Linked DNA regions of Gossypium hirsutum: region 2 is linked to region 1. Evidence: chromatin contacts called from public Hi-C data. All regions are on one chromosome and are shown on one strand. Each heading gives the region's core, a stretch centred on a gene start, on an enhancer-like site or on the middle of the called end of the contact. The rest is flanking DNA. Distances are from core to core; before and after follow the strand shown. Region 1 holds the start of LOC121207706 (U-box domain-containing protein 14). Region 2 has its middle 17 kb from the start of LOC107950327.

What was found. A called contact is a pair of places that touch in the nucleus more often than the background predicts.
Region 2: a contact with region 1 is called in a Hi-C map of leaf, with 1.4 times the contacts expected there. The contact joins the enhancer-like site here to the promoter of LOC121207706 in region 1. A contact is called at or near these places in 9 of 34 Hi-C or Micro-C datasets (leaf, petal and seedling).

What each region holds. Positions count from the first base shown.
Region 1 is chrA10:110,670,788-110,676,495 of Gossypium_hirsutum_v2.1, reverse strand. LOC121207706 (U-box domain-containing protein 14) reads left to right here and starts at 2,959. Exons shown (of 4, transcript XM_041078077.1): 1 at 2,959-3,509; 2 at 4,563-4,679; 3 at 4,892-5,305; 4 at 5,423-5,708. The coding sequence starts at 3,219.
Region 2 is chrA10:110,745,750-110,751,457 of Gossypium_hirsutum_v2.1, reverse strand. It overlaps the pseudogene LOC107934540. Among protein-coding and RNA genes, the nearest start is that of LOC107950327, 17 kb to the left of the region's middle. Within about 2 kb of position 3,252, at least 8 of the 9 cell types and tissues checked have an H3K27ac peak or open chromatin away from gene starts, as enhancers often do. A contact at or near this core is called in leaf, where this site is marked.

The DNA.
Region 1 (5,708 bases), core at 1,710-4,209:
TATTATTAATTTTGTTATTATTTTAAAGGCATTTGTTAATTTTGTTATTATTTTAGAGTTATTTGCTTATTAAGTCTACATATTTTTAAAATTTTATTTTCAATTTGTTGGAAAATATTTATTTTAATTTTTTTAATATTTTTGATGTATTATATATATTTAAAAATTATATAAAATAATATAAAAAAATTAATACAGGCAGGCTGGGCTGAGCCGGGCTTAGGTTTTAGTATTTTTATTTGAGTAGGGCTTGGGTAAAATTTTAGGCCCGGCTTGGCCTGGCCCGAGCCTAATGAATGAGCCTAAATTTTTAATTGAGCCTGACCCAAAACCGACCCGGCCCAACCCGTGAGTACTTCTAATCTTAATATTGGATAATTAATTAGGAGTTTAAGGGTTAAGAATAGTTTAGAAAATGTATTTAAAAAATCATAGCATTAAACCAAAAGATATATTTTTGTTGGATAATTATTTGATATATAGATGATAAAAAAAAATTATTTTATAAGTGATGTTAAGAAATGATATTGCGTCACTAATAGATGTTTAAATAAATAAGTCGACAGCCAGTCTACATCTATATTTGATTCTTTTAACCCAATTTTTTTTTGAAAGAAGAAACTTTTATGAGTACAAATATAATTTAAGTAGGAATACAAATACATATTCAAGTATCTATATTTCTTATATATATTATAACATTTTAAATTATAATATTCCCTCCATCCAAATAAATTTGTCATATGTTTACTTTTTGTGGTTAAATTTTTTAAAAATTTATTCTTGATGTGATAAAGAAATTATCAGTGAAATAGTGTTTAAATATGTATTTTAGATTTTACAAATAGGATTAAAGAATTGATAAGTACTCTATAAAAGTATAGTAAAATATTTTTAAAATAAAATAGATGTCAATTTTTCAAAGCTGTTTATAGAATAAAAAAATATACTAGTAGTGTACCAAATTTTAATCTATTTATCAAATGTAATTAATTAAATATTTAAAAACATTAATAATTCAATTATCACGTTTAAATTGAGAGATAAAAGGAGTTTTTTAAAATATTCAACTAATTCTTAGAATCTCAATTTTAAAACCTAAAATTTAAATTGAATTTTGAAAAAAGAAGAAGAAGCAATTAGACATGTGATTTTTAAGTTTAAAATGGAGAGAAAGAAGTCAATTTCTAACTCTAGCCAACATGGAACTTTGACTTGATATGTAGCCGCTGGAAGTCGAGGCTTTTATCAGCTCCATCATTAAATCTCGACCGTCGGTTGACATGGAAGCCGACAACTTATTTGTAGTTGTAAAGAAATGGCAAAGGGCCTAAGCCAACTCATTATTATTCGGACTCATATATCCTTTTTTCTTTTCTTCAAATTATTATTATTTTGCCAAACAATTATTCCATACATTAACGGTTGAAATTTTTACATACAATTATAAATTTAAATTTTATTTTTTTTATTTTTAATTTAATTTTTAAGTTAAATTTTAATCTTCAACTTTTTTTTAAAAAGTCGTGTTTACTATCAACCTTTTAAAATAGTTGAATTGTTGTTTTTTTAATCAACATATTGATTAAGACTTTAAAATTTTAAACATAGTAGCACGCATGACGATTCACGAAATTTGTATAAACTTTTTATTTTATTTTATTTTTTATTTTCTTTTATAAAATTTAAATTATTTGTTAACATGTCATACAAGATAAATAACAACATGTCAACATGAAATACACATAAATTGCCACGCAGGTTGTCACACCAACATCGTTAAAAAATAATATTTTAGTAAGCATTTTAATTGAAAAAAGATTTAACTCTTTTTCTAAAAAAAAAGTTATATTGACAAAAAAAAAATGTCAATGTTGAAGGCGAGATAAATCTCAAAATTATTCATGAATTTTGATTTAATATGTATTTGTATACATTAATTTTAATTTAGTGTAATTATACACGTGAAACTCTAGTTGTGATTCAAATATATACTCGAAACTTTAATTTTTATTTAATCATGCACATTTAAAGAAATAAATACATCAATTTATTTTTATATTGGATAAATATAATTATTTATGTATGCAATATATAAACATAAAATGATGTTATATTAATAATTGCATTAATAATTTACAAAAATTAGATTAAATCAAAATTTTATGTATAAAATTACATAAAACCGAAGTTTATATACACAATTACACATTAAACCATAGTTCGTGCATAATTTTAAGATTTATCTTAATTTTTAAAAAATTAAAAAATAAATAAAACACGTGACAAAATTTTATCCGTTAATGAATCAAATAATTATCCTTTATTTATATACTTAAATTTCATATATCAAAAGCTTAAAATATTTAAATAAAAAAAACTTATTTCTATTTATAAGTTAAGAAGTTATTGAAAATGTCAATTTATATTCAAAGATATTTTAATTGAATTATTATAATCAATATTTTTGGCTTCCATTTTAGAATATTGATTATATTAAAATAATAAATTGAGTGAGTTTTGACGTAAAATGCTTTTGACTTAGTTGATTTTATGCTGACATTAATCTAATTAAAATACAAATTTTAAAATAAAAATAATTAATTAGTGTAAGTATATATTTTTGCATGGACATTATTATTAATGTAAGTAAATATAAATTTAATTATCTTGAAATGTATTATCTTTTTATTTATGGGTTAAAAATAATTATAAATAATTAAAAAAATTTAATAATTTAATTTACATTTATTTTTTTCTTCCAAAAACCCTAAAAAAACAATAATTATGATTTTGTGAAAATGGTCACATCTTGTTAACCTTTCTTAACTACTCAAGAAAAAAAATAAAGAGTTGGACCAAGTAAATAAATATTTAATTATTCTCATTCTCAATTAATTGAAATCAATCCTTGTCACAATTATATACATATATTTGGTCAATTGTCACAATTATATTTAAAAAAAGAAAAAGAATAACAATCTTTAATTTCCCCCTCATTATTAAACCTCTCTCAAAATTTCCCTTTTTCTTTGTTCTAACAAGAACCAGCTTCAATTTCCCAGCTTCCATGGCTTCCCTTTCTTGAATCCCAAAATTACCCATGTCATTTAACTGAATTCCTTATTCTTGGTGCCTTTTATTTTCCCCAAAAGATCAAAACTTTCCCTTTTATTTGGGAATTCTTTGAAAAAAAGAAGAAATATTGCTGTGTTTGAATGATCATGGGACTCACAGGTGATTCAAAGGGCCAATTGCTGTGTCAACTAGCTGAGTTGGTGAAGGAGATATCTGGTTTACCAGAGTGTAGAAACTCGTGTAAAAAAACGCATGGGACTTTGGTTCGTAGAATCAAGTTGTTGAGCCCTTTGTTTGAAGAATTGAGAGACGGAAATGAGGAGTCGATGGTCAAAATTGAAGAGATTAAAGGGTTTGAGCTACTGAAATCTGCTTTGGATTCTACCAAAAAGCTTCTTCAATCGATTAATGAAGGAAGCAAGTTGTATCAGGTAAATTTTTTTAAAATTTCCTTTTTCGTTGTTAATTCTCTGTCTGGTTGTTGAAAAAAAAGTAAATGGAAAAAAGGGGAAAACTTTGGGTCTGTTTTTGGTGCCATGTGATGTTGGTTGAAGAGAAAAAAAAAAGTCAGAACTTTTTGTTTGGTTCCTGAGAAAATTTAGTGTTAGGTGGAAAAAAAAGAAAGAGCTGATTTTCTGAATCATGTAAAATTGATTGTGTTGGGAAATTCATGTTATTGCTATTATTTCTAAGAAATTTGGAGGAGCAAGAAAAAATCTCTTATCAATTATCATATCTAATGGAAGATTAAAACTTATCATATGTATATATATACTTCTTTTCTAGGAACTAAAAATGAGTTCTTCCAATCACCCAATTAAGAGATCAATTACAAAATATAATTCTATCATCATAAAGTTATATTGGAAAGCTTGCAGCATAATTGTTAATCTGCTATATTGATGTTTCCTTCAAAATGAGAAAGAACCATCTTATCATGACTTCCTGCATTTTCTTTGCAAATTTTCTTTCATTTTCTTTTTAATTTAATAAGGTCTGCAGATTTGATATTATAATTCCCTGGGTTATATTATGTGATAAAAAATGTTATACACAACGAGATTTCTTCAAAGCTTGTGTTTTCGGCATTGGTGTTTGGTGTAGGTTCTATCAATGAATCTGACTGTATGAGTTTTGGCCTTTCGAGTGTTTAGTTTCTGATGAACTTTATCAGTTTTGGAAACTTATTTTTGAGGTTATCAATGGAAGTCTCAAATCTGTTTACCTTGGAGCTGAATAAAATGAAACTGGTCCTCGTTTTCATTCTTTTTGGCACATATTTAGTCTATATGTAAACTTGTAAAGGCCCCGAGTTTTAGAATGTCATATGCTCATCTTTTTTCTTCAAGATCTGTAGAAATAAGCTTGATCTTTTCGGCTCTTTCAAACGATCATTTTTGCTGCTAATTATCCTCGTTATATTTCGCAAATACCTTTATGTTCATGTAGTAGTTATTCATTGAGTTCTGCATTACTTTTCGCAGGCCCTGCAAAAGGATCAGGTAGCGTATAAGTTCCAGCAAATGACGGAAACCATTGAAGCAGCTTTGAGCGAAATCCCTTATGATAAACTTGATATATCGGAAGAAGTCCGGGAACAGGTACTATTCTTCAAAAAAACTTACTAGAACTGGTACTATTTCTTTTGTTTGAAATGTTCCCAAATGATTGGTGGCTTGAATGACTCGTTCTTGGTATTCGTCTCATTGAACTTTTGCATATAAAGAGAGGGGAAAGAATTGGCAAATGCATATAATAGATTGATAATATGCGGACTTTGATAACTTGTATGACCTGTTCTCTTTCTTATCAGATTGAACTTGTTCATGCACAATTCAGAAGAGCAAAAGGAAGACCGGAGTCACCAGATTTACAACTAGAACATGATTTAGCGATAGTGCAGAAAGAAAAAGATCCTGACCCTGCAATTCTCAAAAGGCTTTCAGATAAGTTGCAGCTAAGGACAATCAATGATCTAACGAAAGAGTCTGTTGCTCTCCACGAACTGGTTATTGCAAGTGGTGAAGATCCGGGAGAGCGCATTGAGGAGATGGCATCACTGCTCAAGAAGCTTAAAGATTTTGTCCTCACTGAAAATCCTGAAGCTGACACCTCTGAGGGTGAAAAGGGCTTGATGAAACACAGGTCACCTGTTATCCCAGATGATTTCCGGTGTCCAATATCTCTCGAGTTGATGAAAGACCCTGTAATTGTCTCCACTGGACAGGTTAATTGGCAAAATGCACCCGTAACTTCTTTTTCTTTTTTATGATTAAACAATAAACACTCAATTATTCTGACCTTGTTGGTTCGATATTCTGAAGTATTTTGCTTTCTTTTACAGACATATGAAAGATCCTGTATTCAGAAATGGTTGGATGCTGGGCACAAGACGTGTCCGAAAACACAGCAGACACTATTGCACACTGCCCTTACGCCAAACTATGTCCTAAAAAGTCTCATAGCTTTGTGGTGCGAGAGCAATGGTGTTGAGCTGCCTAAGAAACAGGGGACTTGTAGAAGCAGAAAAGCAGGTAGCAGTGCTTCGGACTGTGATCGTACTGCTATCATCACTTTGTTGGAAAAACTGGCAAATGGAAATTCAGAACAACAAAGAGCAGCTGCTGGTG
Region 2 (5,708 bases), core at 2,003-4,502, 75 kb before region 1:
GTGCAGGGAAGTTATCAGAAATGTTGAGAGGAGAAATGAGGTATGTGCTAATATTGGATGATGTATGGAGAAGCTTTTCCTTTGAGGATGTTGGAATCCTTGAGCCAATAACAACCAATGGATGCAAATTAGTGTTGACCACACGCTGAGAAAGGGTTGTTGAATCAATGGGATTTAAGAAAGTTAAAGTTCCTTGTTTTTCTATGGAGGAAGCCATGAACTTATTCTTAAGCAAAGCTGGACAAGACATGTTGCCCAATCCAACTTTAGAATCATTAATGGAACTTGCCGTGAGGGAATGTGGTGGACTTCCCCTAGCAGTTGTCACACTGGCTGGTTGTATGAGGGGAAAATCCGATCCTTGTATGTGGGAAGATGCTATAGAGGAATTACGAGGCAACATCAGAAACATCAACGATATGGAAGATAAGGTGTATGGATGTTTAAAATTCAGCTATGATCGTCTGCAACGAATAGACCAAGATTGCCTTTTGTATTGTGCATTATATCCTGAAGATGATGTAATCGATAAAGATGAGATCATTGAAAAGTGGATGGAAGAAGGGCTTATAGATGGAATGGGAAGTAGAAAAGCAATGGAGGGTAGCGGTCATTCCATTTTGCAAAAGCTTGAAGAAAACTGTTTGCTAGAAAGGGTTCAAGATAGGTCATGTATAAAAATGCATGATCTTGTTAGAGATATGGCATTGCATATCACAAGGAAAAGATTTCTGGTAAAAGCTGGTATGCAGTTGGAAGAGGTGCCAAACATGGAGGAATGGGGTGAAGATTTGGAGAAGGTTTCTTTAATGTGCAATTCCATCTCAACAATTCCTCAAACCATGAAATGCCTGAAATTTCCGAAGCTGACAGCATTGTTGCTCTCATGGAATGAATTGAAAGAAATTCCAGAATCTTTTCTTTGAGCACTTTCCTAACCTTGAGATTATTGATCTTTCACGCAATTATTTGGAGAGTTTGCCTAATTCTATTTCTAGTTTGGAGAAACAGTATTGTTACTTAGAGGATGTTGGAATTTAAGGAGTTTGCCTTGTTTATCGAAACTTCAAGCTTTGAAGAAATTGGATCTTGGAGGCAGTGGAATCGAGAAAATCCCTCAAGGTTTGGAAATGTTGGTGAATCTTAGATATCTCAATCTTAAACGTACCATTCGTCTAACGGGGATTCCTACTGGAACACTCTCAAAACTATGCCGGCTTCAGTATTGGGCAGTTCATTTTAAATTGGAAAGCGCAGAAGAGTTGAGGGAATTGAATAAGTTGGAGGTTTTTGAGGACTGGTTCCATAACGTGTGTGGCTTGAACACGTTTGCAAGTAAGAGAAAAACGCTTTATAAACTCTCCATTTGGTTTCTGAAATCACCTCTGTTCGTCCCCTGGTATTTAGTAATGTTGTTAGATTTAAAGGGATTAAAACTGATGTTGGAGATGAAATTATACTTCCATACGGCATCAAGGAATTAAGTGTACTAGAGTGCAGGGGTGTGAGAAGTATAAACGATATTGGATTGAGGGATGCAACTGATTTGAAAAAATGTGAACTTCGTGGTTGTAGTGAGTTGGAATCTGTAATTTCATCCCACTGTGATCAGCTTCAAAACTCGAGTCTCTGGATCTAATTGAGTTAGAGAATTTGAAAGTCATAGTTGAAGTTGGAGCTGGAGAATCATCAGTCGACAGATTTTCCTCCCTCAAAGAGATCACTCTATGGAATTGCGACAAAATTAAGAAATTGTTTTCAGCTGATTGGGTTCTAAGCAACCTGGAAGTGATGGATGTTAGGTATTGCAGTGAATTGGAAGAAATAATAACAGAATCCGAGAAAAAAAGATTGGGGAAACTGGTACAATTGCAGCGCATTTGTAGTGAAAATGGAGTAATGGGTTGTGATTCTCTCCAATCCATTACAATAAGTTATTGTCCAAAGCTAAAGCGGATTCCTCTATATCTTCCACAGCTTGAGATTGATGATGAAGGAAAACTATCTCCTTCTAATTCTCTCCAGAGAATCCAAGTGTATCCAATAGATTGGTGGGAAGCAGTGGAGTGGGAGCACCCTAATTTCAATATTAAGAACGTTGTTCGACCCTTGAAAGAGATTTGGTGAAGATGTTTGATGACGTCTGTTTAAAACTATAACCGTGTAAGCAAATATTTTATCATACATTTGCAGAATTTTTCCTCTCTTTCTTTTAAGTGTTTATATAACATATTAACCATAATAATTTATTACTACTTATATTTCAATAAGTGTTGAAATAATTTTATAAATCGTAATTACAATAATCATGAAAAATAATTGCTTCACTAGCCATAATTTAGTGATCATAATTATAATTATAATTAACATACCAATAAATAAATTCTTAGTGCATATAATAATTATAATTTTAAATACATCTATGGTTTCATTATTAACAGAAAGGGAGATTTTTGTTTTTAATTGTACTTGAAATTTTTTTTTCAAATACGAAATTATTTGAAATAATAAAAATAAATAGAAAATTTATTCAAATTTTTTAGTTTTGCCCGTAATTTGAAATAACCTAAAAAAATGTATGGTATTGAATTTATACTCTCTATTTCAACATTATGGTATTGTTTGAAAATGTGAGATTGCGGGTGGAATGTTATATAATGTGAACAAAATGCAAATATAATAAGGATTTGATTGATTTACAATCAATCAAGCATTTCATGTTAACTTACATCTAAGAAACATACTCAAATGTTAATAATTCTAATAAAAGAGTTTTATGATAAAAGTATCATAAAAGCCCTTGTAGTAGGAGTTAGGTTACATTTTATCTCCTCTATTTAAAAAATGGACAAATTAGTATTTGTGTACATTAGATCAAAAAATAAATTCGTTATTTCTATTAAAAAATTCATCTATTTATACTTTTAAAAACTGATCTCTATATCTCAACATGATGTGCATGTGCATGTGGCATGCCACGTGTCATTGTATAATTATTTGGTTAGGCACGCTAGTTTTTACAACACAAGTATGTAAAATTTTTAACAAAAATGACTAATTTACTATTTCATCTAATTTGTTTAAATAGAGAGGAAAACATACAATTTGACTCCTAATACATACCTCTAGGATACTTTTACCAGATTTTTTCAATTAAAGAATTACAAAACAATTTTTATACTCTTGTAGGATCTATCATTGGCGGAGTGACTTACTAGGCCCGTGGGCTTAGACCATTTATAAATGGGGGCCTTATTCAAGGATTTCAAGCCCAAGTTTGGTCAACTAATCCACTATAATTTCACACTGTGAATCAAAACTATGTTGAGTTGATGATGCCTTAAAACTTTATAAATAATATAAATGATCAAAACTACAATTAATATACTGAACATTTAAAAAGCTTGTAACTGTGTAAATTCAGCTAAATGAGTTACCGTGTAAATCATGACACAAGAAATTTAACATAACTAAAGCATGTCATTATGAAAATTAAATGGTCATAATATATAAATATATACTTTAAACGAATTATTAATGTGTAACGTTTAATTTCAAAAAAGAAAATTAATGCGTAACATTTTATATAAAATTATAATATTTCACACAAGAAATAAATAAATAAAAATGATATAAACCATTTATATTTTTAAAAACTGAATTATTATGATAAATTATATAAAATATTGTAACACCCCACACCCGGTCTAAGCTTCAAAGGTCAAGTCTGGAAAGTTATATTGACGCCACTAGTAAAACCCACCTTCTTATAAACAAAAATAACATAAAACTATTCGACAATTAATAACAGTAATAAAAAGAAATCAATCGATCATTCAACAATCTAGAAGTTGTACTACTAAGGAGTATTGAAACGTTTAACACTATAATAACGGGGTGATAAAGCAGATTGACCGAGCTTCCGTCACCCCAACTCGATCAAGACTGTGAATTACCTGAAAATCAGTTAACAACAAATGAGTTGTGAACTCCAAGTATAATAGGAATAGATTCAACTAAAGCACATTTATAATAATAAATTCTTGGATCTCAAGTCCAATCGGAATCAGAGAGTATTCAGTACAGATTTAACGTATCAGTTATATGGCAGAACAATTCTAATTCAGATACAGAACATATCAGAAACAGATGCAGTCATTCCTACCCCTATTCGCTACCCACTATCTTCGACCATCCTAACACACGATATAGGGTATTAAATATCGATTCATCCCTACACACCACTTAGTGTCGATACAACACTTTCTAGAATATTTGTAGGTTAACTACCAGATCAATAGGCGAATACACAACAAATTCACATATAAGTCGTGGCTTAGCCATTGAATCAAAATAAATCACTTCCTTCTTTACATAATTCTCACCCAATGCAAATGCAGTTATAGATGTAAAAAATGTACACATAGTCGTTCAGATTCAATTCATAGTTAGGTGGTACAGATCAATATCATCAACAGGCATCATAGTCAATATACATTTGCGTAATCAATATCTCAGTCTCAGATTTTCAAGTAGCACTCATACGATCTAATTTAGATCATAAGTATACTATGGAGGGCCTACGTTTGCATTAAACAATGCTCACGGCCTTAAAGATGAATTACAAATCTGACCTACACGCCCGTGTGGCACCACATGCTCGTGTGCCCAGTCGTGTCTCTTAAATGGCCTGACACATGTCCGTGTTGTTTGTCCGTATGGTTCTAAATCACAAACAGTGAGTCATACGGCCTGGACACACGCCTATGTCTCTGGCCCGTGTGATCCTTATCTTTTACTCAGTGAGATATACGGCCTAGAAACATGACCTTGTCTTTGGCATGTGTACACCTTGCACTAACATGCCGACACACGGCCTAGACACGCGCCTGTGTCCCTTGGTCGTGTGGCTCATATTTGGTAAACAGTGTATTGCACGACCAACACATGGCCTGGCACACGACCGTGTGGCACAGACAGTCATATTTTTCGATGTCTGAAATTTGTAAAAACTCGAGTTTTCCTGTGTAACACCCCAAAACTTGTCCTAGAAGCTTAGACCAAACCCTGGAGGTTACATGGATCACCGAGGTTACATGGAGCTTAGATAAAACGAATTATCAAAATCTCATTTCAAATGCAGTTTGCTTGATTCAAACTAAACAGTTTAGCCCTTTAGGATTCAAAACAGAAAATTTTTTTATTACGTCAAAAGCATTCAAAAATAAGTTCTGTAGGTTCTAGATTTCAGACCAAAGAAAACAATTTACGAAAACTCAAATTAGAAATGTATCATAGTCCCTATAGAGTTTTACAGTCCAAAATAATTTACAAATCAAAGTATTCAAAAAAAGATTTTATTAGCCTGATTTATAACGCATCAATCCGAGACCTCCGATATGTCGAGTCCAGCGTCAGAATACGAAAGTACCTGAATGGGGAAAACTAAGGGGTGAGCTACACGAGCTTAGTATAAGTCTGAAACACAACAAACGACGAAAAGCGAAACAATAAGACAAATACTCCAGAAACAGAATATGAACACAAATCAACCGAAAAACCCATCAATAAGTCGATAGTAAAACACACCAAAACACGTATCATCATAAACACATCATTCCTAAGTATCATATCACTAACATCAATACTCGTACAATCAGTTACATGTAATAAGACATATAATCATATGCGTATAAATGCAACAAGTC